2 separate regions of the Mus musculus genome follow, and region 1 is linked to region 2. Evidence: chromatin contacts called from public HiChIP or PLAC-seq data. All regions are on one chromosome and are shown on one strand. Each heading gives the region's core, a stretch centred on a gene start, on an enhancer-like site or on the middle of the called end of the contact. The rest is flanking DNA. Distances are from core to core; before and after follow the strand shown.

Region 1 (5,094 bases), core at 2,155-4,654, 960 kb before region 2:
ACCTGCCAGTCTAGTCTCCAAACCCCTGAGAGATCTTTCACTGTGTAAACAGTAAGTGTCCTTGGGTGCAGCCTAGTCCTTCCACTGAATGAAACAAATATGTAAATATGTAGATATGCAAATTCACAAATATGTAAATACGCAAAAGCAACAGAACAAACCTATGAGAAGTGTTTGGGGAGCAACATGAGACTGTGTGAAGAACGGCTGATTGGCTCCGTCTTTGTCCTTGGCAAGACTTTAACAAAGCTATTTCTCTGGGTGGGTTCAGTTTCCTCACTCACTAAACGAAGGGTGTGGCAGCAACTGTGCCTCTCTGAGGCTAAGTCAGTGGTGTAAAGCAGAGGTTCCCAGGTGGGCCCCATCCCAGCAACACCCACGGCATCTGAGGGCTTACTGGATGCTCAAATGCCTGTGCTACCTCAATGTGTGGTGTTAGAAACTGGGCAAGGACCACAGCAACCTAGGCCTCAGCAAGCATTCCAGGTGGTTCAGTACATGATGCAATCCTAGAGCCATTGGTAAACAGGGTTTGGAGCTATACATTTAAAAGCCAAAATGCAATGTTCAGGCTGCTTCTTGCTAGGGTCTCATGTCTCAGAGCCAATAAGAAGTCAGCTCTTTTGAGGATGGGTACAGTAACCCCATATAGTTCGTATATTGCATATTGGCATATGTTAAATGTTGATCCCCCCAGAAAGCAGTGCTAAAAATACTTCAGTACACAAAGCAGAACCCTGCTGGCCTTATGGGGTCTGGCAGTCTGGATCCACACAAGTTCCATAGGTCTAACGGACACAGACTTCCAAAGGGCAGGAGGTCCTTACACGTGGCCCGTTTACAGTTCCTTACCTAGTAAACGGGTCCAAAACGCTCCCAGTGATAAGGCTGTCTCCCTGCTTCAGCCTGGTTCTTTTGTTTGTTTTGAAGTTGTGGTTTGGGGGAGGGGGAGGTGCGTGTCCACGTGCACATGTGTGCACACGTGCATGCGAGCAGCTATGTGTGGAGGACAGAGGTTGATGTCCTGTGTCTTCCTCCATCACCCCCCACCTTATTTTTTTTTGAGACAGGGTCTCATTGAATGTGGAGCTTGTCCATTAAGCCTCCCCAGTGTGAGGCTACAAGCTCTAACCACTACCCCTGGCTTTCTTCTCTTTTCTTTGCTTGTCCATTCACGTGATGGCTGAGGATTGAACTTCAGCCCACGGCAAGCACTTATTGCTTGAGTCATCTCTATAGCCCTTGAAGTGGTCATTTTGGCTAGGTAATGAAAGGAAGGGGGTCCCTAGCTGCCCAAGAGTCTGTACCTTAGAGAGAAACACCCAGTGACTAGAGTAGGCTCTCCACTGTCCTGCCTGTATTTTTGTCACCTTCTTCCAAATGAAACATGTTCTGTGTAGAGCTGGTATATCTGAATGAAACTTCCCCCCAAATATTACTATTACATTTCTTTTCCGTTTGAATAGATTTGTATCTTTCCTATTCTTCTTCAAAACAAAACTGGCAAACCCATCTCGACTCTCGCTTCGAGGCCTAACCAGGATCTGCTCAGCTGGTCTTGCGGTAAATCGCCACGCTGTATTCAAGCTGAAGTGCCAGGATCTGCCTGTTTTGTAGAGAGACCGAGGCTACCTTCTCTTTCCTCCCCCCCCCCCAACCTTTGTAAATATAATAGAGGAACAATTTAAAATTCTGTTAGTTTGTTTGGATTAAGTTAAGGTAACGAAATACCAGGACACCGTTGACATACTATCGACACCAGCCAATAGGCTCCTTGCAGACTTAAAATTACTATACCCTTTTCATTACTACACCCTGCTTGAAAAGTGAGCTCCCAGTGGACACCAAGAGGGGCTGGAGTATTGTGACATTAGCGTGACGTTTCTCAGACTGTGTACTGACAAAAAAAGTGAGGAGGAAGGGGGAGCCACTGTGGTTAATTATGACACCCCCTCGTGGTGAGGTAGACGGTCTTTAGCATGTTGGAGCGTCTCGGGTACCACAGGAAGCACTTCCTTCCTGCTGTAACATTGGTTAATGACCCATGAACTTGGAATCTCGGAACACACTTCAGGGAATTACACATCTCTGAACACCTGTCTCAGCTCACACCTACACTTATCCATACTCACAAGGAAGAGCCTGCCGTCAACTAACCAAACTTTGACACAGGCTCACTAGCTGAGCTTATGTGCCAAGACCAGAGGCACTGAACTACATTCTCTGCACTGAAAGAGTCAAGGTCCAGCCTAGAGCAAGACAGGTGGTCAGACAGGCTGTTAGTCAAGGGTGTCTGACCTGCTGAACTGCACTGATGTTGGCTAGGGCATCTGTTAAGCCCGGCCTCTCAAGCTAGCTATATCCCGTGAAGGTCATAGCTCATGCTAAAAATAACACACCTTGGGCTTTTATGTTCATCAGTAGATATCACTTGACTTTCATAGCCAAGATTTCAAAATATTCATGATCCTACCAAAATCTGGGTTTTACAGCTTATGACAGATATGTTTGTGGGGTAAGTTGTGTACAGTACTGTCATTCTGTAAGAACAGGTACAACTTCACATCTTAAGTTTTAAATAGTAGGATTAAATGCATGCTTTTGGGATAAGGAAATGTCTTAGGGGTTAAGAGCACTGGCTGCTCTTGCAGAGGACCTAGGTTTAGGTCCCAGCACCTACGTGAGGCTTACAAGCCTCTGATAAGTTCAGATCCAGTGAGCTGACTCCCTCTTGTGGTCTGCATAGGCACTGCACACACATGGTGCACAGACATGCATGCAGGCAAGGCATTCATGAACATAAAATAAAAATAATTGACTATTTAAATAATCCTTTTTGTTGTTGTTGTTCCTCCACCTCTTCTTGACTCTTCTAGAGGGCCCTGGAGGAAAGACTGTTGCTGTGGCTTTCTGTTAGAATATCATCACCGCCTTCCTGGTGTTCTCCAGGCATAGGCAGACAGCCAGTATCCGGCTACACAGATCTCCAGCCTCTTGCGCAGCCTCCATGGGCGTGGCCAAGTGCTTGTCGACTGAAGGAGGAAGCGGTCCTCAACAGAACCACAGCAGTGTCTGAGCAATCCCTATCTGATCGAAAACTCTCTTCCCTTCGCCAACCTCTCCACACACGACTTCCCTATCTGCTTATTCTCCTTCACCTCACAAGGCTGAGTGATGAAGACTCGTGGATTTTGAAAACTGGGCTACAAGCCAGGCAGTGGTGGCACACGCCTTTAATCCCAACACTGGGGAGGCAGAGGCAGGCAGATCTCTGTGAGTTTGAGGACAGTTACAAAGTCCTCATGGTCAGTTCCCCGAAACACAACAATCACTCAGCGCTAACCTAGCACATCTTCTTACCCTTGGAACCCCCACACCATCATAGAATTTCTAAACCACTCCCACAGGCCATGCAGCTCAACCACCAGCCTTAGATACTTCTGCAATTTGGAGGCCAGCAGCCAGAGGAACCCTGGGTTTGTAGAAACAAAGTTTTTTTCTCTCCTGGGGGCAAGTGACAGACGTGAGATAGCGACAACCTGGCATAAGTGATACACATCTGGAATCCCAGGGCTGAGTAAGGCACAGGCAAGAGGACCACACATCTGAGGTTAGCCTGGCCTACACAGAGAAACTATGTGGAAAGAAAGAAAGAAAGAAAGAAAGAAAGAAAGAAAGAAAGAAAGAAAGAAAGAAAGAAAGAAAGAAAGAAAGAAAGAAAGAAAGGGGGAGAGAGAGAGGAGAGGAGAGGAGAGGAGAGGAGAGGAGAGGAGAGGAGAGGAGAGGAGAGGAGAGGAGAGGAGAGGAGAGGAGAGGAGAGGAGAGGAGAGGAGAGGAGAGGAGAGGAAAGGAGAGGAAAGGAAAGGAAAGGAAAGGAAAGGAAAGGAAAGGAAAGGAAAGGAAAGGAAAGGAAAGGAAAGGAAAGGAAAGGAAAGATCACCCAGGGTTGCTTCATTCACTGCCCATTGCCAGTATGGTGGAAACTCAGCTTCTAAGAATGTGCATGTGGGCAGGGGGTGGGGAGTGGGGACAACACACAGGCGGGTGGAGGGGTGGAGTCCATAAAATCTCAGGGTCACTGTGAGAAAGTAATCATCTGCACAGAGGGACACTACTCACCCCCCGCTGCTGGAGTCTGTGGTGGTTTTCTTTGAGCAATTTTGTCCCCAACCCTGATCAGAGATATCTTCATATCTCCCGCTCATGACATTTCCCAGGGACCCTTTTGTGTTATCTCCACAGAAGGATGATGCAAATACATTGGTGACAACCTACATAGTCATCTCCCTCTTCTTCTTCTTCTTCTTCGGATGGATTTATAATGCCTCTTAAAGTCTTTGAATGCCTTAGATTGACATTGACAATTAGGGAAGCCAAGCTCTAGATGGTAACAAAGAAATCTCCCTGTGGACCCTGCAGCAAAGGATGCCCTTAAGCTGGTAGGAGTATCTGCTAAGGAAGAGTGGGCAGGTGGGATGGAAAGTGAACATCCAGGGATGATCTGAAGAGGTTCCTAGGATGGTTGTGAGTGTTCCAGATGAGGCGTGCATCAATTTATAAGCTTAAGGACAAAAGGAGCCCCAGCTGGGGAACCTCAATGGAGAAGACCCTACCTGGGATGTACACATGCCCTACACCTCACAGAGAGAGTCTCTATGAGAAGTCATGCTCGCCTGAGAGCTCTGTCTCATCCTCATCCCTCAATCCCTTCAGTCCACAGGGAGCAAAGGGTAGCTGAGTGGGAGCCCCACTGGCTGCTCACACATCTGGAAGGGGCCTCAAGGGCTTTCTGAGTTTCCTAGAGAAACTCTCTGAGTTTGGTCCAATTGTCGGTGGCCATGATTTCCCCCCTTGAAAGTACCTTAGGAAGAATCAAATTCACTCCTGAGGTTGGAACTGACACCCACTCTCAAGGTAGCCCTCTATCAAAGCGGGGAGCCTGTCCTTCTGACTAACGGCAGGTATGCCTAGCTGACCCCAAGATGACTTAAAGGACAATCATGTTTGATTCATGTCACTTCAGGTTTGCAAGCCAAGTAGAACTCCACAAACCTCTTTCCAGAGCCACTCATGTGTCTCCCAACAGCTCTTCTA
Region 2 (5,379 bases), core at 1,223-3,722:
CCTCTGTACACTGGAGATGTAGGGGAGAGTTTAATCGGGCTGGTTGGGTCCCCCGTTTGGAGCTTCCAAAGTAGTTCTTCGTTGGTTCGGCTCAGTCTCTTCTTTTCCTGGGTCTCTTTCTCCACGTATTCCTGGAGGTTTGCATTTTCCTCCGACAGTTGTCTGCACGAAAGAGAACAATGGTTAGGCAGCAGGCAGGCCTACTAACGCAACTGAGGCTGACGGGCAGAGGCCAGGGGCGATACCTCATGGCTCACAAGTCTCTCTGCTGGGTTAGGGGAGGTTGTGGCAGTCATGCACAGAGAAAGGTGAGAGGCTGGAGCGGAAAGGGGGGAGATGGTAGGCCAAATGAGCATGCTGCCAGAAGCCCATAGGAGGGGTCGCTTAGAGAGATGGAGATTGCCTCTGGCTGTGGTCAGGGTACGGACTAACAGCTGCCAGTCATCCAGGAAGATTTTCCCGCTACCTCCTGCCCTAGGTACATGCCTCTGTGAGCAGAGTCATTAGCTCTGCTGTAGAGTCGGTCTGTCTACCTGTCTGTCTGCTGGACCACAAGCCCTAGAGGGCAGGGGTGGAGGCTCTGTTATGTTCTTGGATGGCACTCAGAAAAACAGATGTTTGTTCACTGTTGGCTAATGAAGGGGGCAGAAAGGCATGTTGTGTGTGTGTGTGTGTGTGTGTGTGTGTGTGTGATATGGTGCTTAAGTTGCTGGCTTTGCTGCATGTTTTCAGTAATTTCTATAATTACTGTGTGTAAGTGTTCTGCCTGCATGCATGTCTGAGAACCACTTGCATGCAGTGTCTATGGAGGCCAGAAGAGGGCGTGGGTCTCCTGGAACTAGAGTTACAGATGGTTGTGTGCTGTCAAGTAGGTACGGGGAATCAGATTTGGGTCTTCTGGAAGAGCAGCCAGTGCTCTTAACCACTGAGTGGCCTGTCTATTCCATTATGTGTTTTAGAAGTGAAAGATCCTGACAGAATGTAAAAGGTCACAGAAGCCTTGAAATTGGCAAAATAGATTTCATTGTTAGCAGAACTAGCTTCACTGATTTAGAAAAATAGAGGTGTACAATGCTCTGGCTGCTCCTAGAACCCATGTGTCTGCCAATGTTCTGACCATTCCTTAAACCCATGTGTGTGCCCACTGATGAAGCCCATTGCCAGGTGTTTGTGATATTGGTTGCTGGGGAAGAGTCAGAAAATCTCCCCAGCAACTACAGCCGGGGCCAATCCTGAGTTGCTGCACCTGCACCAGACTCTTTCCTTGACCCCTCCCATACCCATTTCTTGAGACTAGACATTGTTTAGATTGGGTAATCCCCTACTCCCTCCTTCTCCTTTCCCCCCTGGGGGCCTATAAAAACTGGGACCCCTTTCCCCTCGGGGTCGACTCCTCTACCCCTGTGTGGGGTACGAGTCGTCCCCAGAGCTCTGGCTTCCCCCCCCCCCAATAAAGCCTCGTGTGGTTTGCATCAAGCTTGGTCTCTTGTGAGTTCTTGGGGGTCCGTTATTATCCCGAGACTTGAGTGAGGGTCTCCCTTCCAAGGTCTTTCATTGGGGGCTCGTCCCGGGATTGGCGCGACCACCCACATCTCCGAAGACCCACTTGGAGGTGAGATTTCTTGTCTAAAAATATTTCTGTGAGCCGGGGATGTTCGGTGCTGAAATTTGCAGCTGCAACGTTTCATGAGAAGCGGAGACCTGCACCTCAAGATGAGGCATGGAGTGTGAACAGCAGACATGCTGGAATCACCCACTGCCCGCTCTGGGGGATGCCCTGGAGTGAGGGGAAGGACTCCAGGAGTCCGTCTGGGATGGGGAGTGAAGAGTTGGTAGTCTTCCTAGATTGGAGGACTTATGTACTTACCTGACCTTTTGCATTTCTGAGTTGGTTTTGTCTGTCCATTAGAAGATGGGCATTTGTCAGTGTGTGTGTGTGTGTGTGTGTGTGTGTGTGTGTGTGTACCTGTTTCGTGTTTTCGGTGATTTGGACAATGGCACAGACTGTAATGACCCCCCTAAGTTTGACTTTAGACCACTGGACTGAAGTTAGGTCAAGGGCCCATAATCTTTCAGTAGAAATTAAGAATAGACCTTGACAGACTTTTTGTGCCTCCAAGTGGCCGACTTTTGATGTAGGATGGCCACCGGATGGGACTTTTGATTTGACTCTTATCTTTAAAGTTAAAGCCATTGTTTTTCAGAGCAGACCTGGGTCCCACCCAGATCAACAGCCTTACATTACTGTCTGGCAGGACCTCGTCCAGAATCCATCGTCATAGATCAAACCATGGATTCCCCAGTGTAGGTCAGGCTCCCGAGCCCTGACTCTTCTCGAAAACAAAAGTGAAACCAAAAGGTTCCTCCCAAAACGGAGCCTCCTCTTCAACCCACAGCTCCCCCCAAGTTCCTTCCCCTTCACCCTATCTTCTACCCTCCCCCGCCCCCTGGGTCTGCTCCTCCACAGCACAGCTGGAGGGATGGCAGCCAGGACCCGGAGACGATGAGCCCAGATTCCCCCAGCAGATGGAGCTCCTGACACCACTTCTGCTTTTCCTCTGCCAGCTGTGGGCGACCTGCCCTCGGACCCGCAATCTCTGCAGATCTGTACAGTTGGAAAGCTAACCATGCTTCCTTTTCTGAGAATCTGGCCAGCCTGACGGGGCTGGTGGAGTCTCTTATGTTTTCTCATCAACCCACTTGAGATGATTGTCAGCAGCTCCTCCAGGTTCCGTTTACCACTGAAGAAAAAGAGCGCATTTTCCTGTAGGCTCAGAAAAATGTTCCCGGAGTGAATGGAGTCCCAACCAACCTACCTAATGAGATTAACACTGGGTTCCCTCTGGACCGGCCAGATTGGAACTACAATATGGCTCAAGGTAGAGAGAGGTTGGCAGTTTACCACCGGGCTCTGATCTAAAGGGAGCAGCGAGATGCCCCACCAATTTGGCTAAGGTAAGAGAGGTGATGCAGGGTCCTACCGAGCCCCCATCTGTTTTTCTGGAAAGATTGATGGAAGCTTATAGACGCTAGACTCCTTTTGACCTGACCTCTGAGGGTCAACAAGCCGTGGTTGCTATGGCTTTTATAGGGCAATCAGCATCAGATATTAAGAGAAAGTTACAGAGACTAGAAAGATTACATGCCACGGCTTTACAAGATTTAGTCAAGGAGGCAAAAAAGGTATATCACGAGAGAGACGGAGGAAGAGAGAGAGAATAAAAGGGATAGAAGACAGGAGAGGAACTTAAGCAGGATTTTGGCCTCAGTAGTAGGGGAGTGTGAAAGAAGAAACAGGCCTGAGAATAGACAGACAGGGTACCTGGGCAACAGGGAACCTAGACCTGGAGGAAGAAGACCCGCCCAGAAGACTTTACAGAAGGACCAATGTGCCTATTACAAAGAAAAAGGACTGTGACTCAAATACTGGCACCGGCTACTCCAAGACAGGTGAGAGAATTCTTGGGCACTGCTGGGTTCTGCAGACTTTGGATACCTGGGTTTGCAACACTGGCTGCCCCCTTGTACCCCCTGACCAAAGAAAGTAGAGAATTCAGATGGATATCAGAACATCTGAGAGCCTTTGAAAATATTAAAGAGGCCCTGTTGACTGTGCCAGATCTAACCAAACCCTTCATCCTCTATGTTGATGAGAGGGCGGGGGTGGCCAGAGGTTCTTACTCAGGCTCTAGGGCCATAGAAGAGGCCCGTGGCATATTTGTCTAACAAGCTGGACCCAGTGGCCAGCGGATGGCCCACATGTTTAAAGGCCGTTGCTACAGTAGCCTTTCTTGTTAAGGATGCCGACAAGTTAACTTTGGAACAGCAAATAACTGTGGTAGCCCCCCACTCTCTTGAAAGCATTATCTGCCAGTCCCCAGACCGATGGATGACAAATGCCGGAATGACCCACTACCAGAGTCTGTTGCTGACTGAATGGGTCGTGTTTGCTCCTCCTGCTATCCTCAATCCTGCTACCCTCCTGCCTGAAACGGACAAGTCCTTGCCCATTCACTGCTAGGAGGACATCCTTGCAGAAGAAACCGGGATCCATAGTGATCTAAGCAACCAGCTGTGGCCAGGCGTTCCAAACTGGTACACAGAAGCAGCTTCCTAGTAGAAGGCCCTTCAGATGGCTGAGGGGCGGCCCATTAACATCTATACCAATAGCAGTTTTTATAGATACCTTTTCAAGATGGGTGGAGGCCTACCCAATGACAAAAGAAACTGCCAATGTTGTGGTTAAGAAGATCCTAGAAAAAATTACCTAAGGTAATAGGGTCTGACAACAGACCCGCCTTTGTTGCCCAGGTAAGTTAGGGACTGGCCATTCAACTGGGAATTGATTGGAAATTACACTGTGCTTGTAGATCCCAGAGTGTGGAGAGCCGTGTCACGAGCAATCGCGTGCGTGCCATGAGCAATCGCCATTATAAGATGGCGCTGGCTTCCACTGCACCTAACTAGTAAACAAGCCTTATACGCAAGTGCAAGAGTGAACTCACGCCTAGTCACTGCCCATCTCGCGGCGTAGTAATGGGGTGATGGGCGAGCAACGAATCAGGAGCTGTCACACTACATTAGGTGCTGAAACGTCACACTGCGGGCTATATAAGCAGTGCCATTTTCCCGGTTCGGGGGTCTTCCCTCCTGATAAGTAAGCAATAAAAGCTTTGCCGCAGAAGATTCCGGTTGTCCTGAGTGTGTTCTTGCCGGCGGGGACAAAAGCTCGGGATACCAGAGTTCAGGACAGGTAGAAAGGATAAATAGAACTCTAAAAGAGACCTTGACTAAATTGGCCTTAGAGACCGGCGGGAATGACTGGACAGCTCTTTTTCCCTTTGCCTTTTTCCGCATCAGGAACACACCGGGAAAATTTAAGCTCACTCCATATGAAATCCTGTACGGGGGGACCTCCCCCACTCACTGAAGTGGGGAGAGTGTTAGATCCTCTAGAATTTAACCCTGGTCTTTCACTGTTTACACGCATGAAAGCCCTAGAAGTGGTCAGAAACACTGCCTGGGGGCAGCTCAAGGAGGCCTACAAACCAGGAGATTTGATGGTACCACACCAGTTCCAGGTGGGAGAGGCAGTTCTCGTCCAACGACATTGAGCTGGCAATCTAGAACCTCGTTGGAAAGGCCCTTACATCATGCTGCTGACCACCCCCACTGTTGTCAAAGTAGAAGGCATCTCTGCTTAGATTCATGCCTCTCACGTAAAGCGAGCTCCTGAAGAATAAATCCCCTTGGTTGACCACCCTCATGTCTACTCTGATGGGTCCTCTAATAATTTTGCTCTTACTGCTGACGTGTGGCTTGCTAATTCTTAATAAATTGGTGACCTTTGTTAGAGAAAGGATTGGTGCTGTCCAGCTG

Evidence for each region. HiChIP or PLAC-seq counts read pairs in DNA pulled down with a chosen protein or histone mark.
Region 1: a contact with region 2 is called in an H3K4me3 HiChIP or PLAC-seq map of bone marrow-derived macrophages, with 6 times the contacts expected there. The contact joins two enhancer-like sites. A contact is called at or near these places in 5 of 39 promoter capture datasets (3T3-L1-derived adipocytes, hippocampal neurons, liver and 1 more), 1 of 115 datasets of contacts at active chromatin or transcription factors (bone marrow-derived macrophages) and 1 of 9 other capture datasets (liver).

What each region holds. Positions count from the first base shown.
Region 1 is chr5:149,272,936-149,278,029 of GRCm38.p6, reverse strand. All of the region lies in intron 2 of Alox5ap (arachidonate 5-lipoxygenase activating protein), which reads right to left. Among named protein-coding and RNA genes, the nearest start is that of Alox5ap, 10 kb to the right of the region's middle. Within about 2 kb of position 3,404, at least 78 of the 459 cell types and tissues checked have an H3K27ac peak or open chromatin away from gene starts, as enhancers often do. A contact at or near this core is called in bone marrow-derived macrophages, where this site is marked.
Region 2 is chr5:148,308,089-148,313,467 of GRCm38.p6, reverse strand. It overlaps Mtus2 (microtubule associated tumor suppressor candidate 2), which reads right to left. Exons shown (of 15, transcript NM_001359503.1): 15 at 1-162. Among named protein-coding and RNA genes, the nearest start is that of Slc7a1, 89 kb to the left of the region's middle. Within about 2 kb of position 2,472, at least 77 of the 459 cell types and tissues checked have an H3K27ac peak or open chromatin away from gene starts, as enhancers often do. A contact at or near this core is called in bone marrow-derived macrophages, where this site is marked.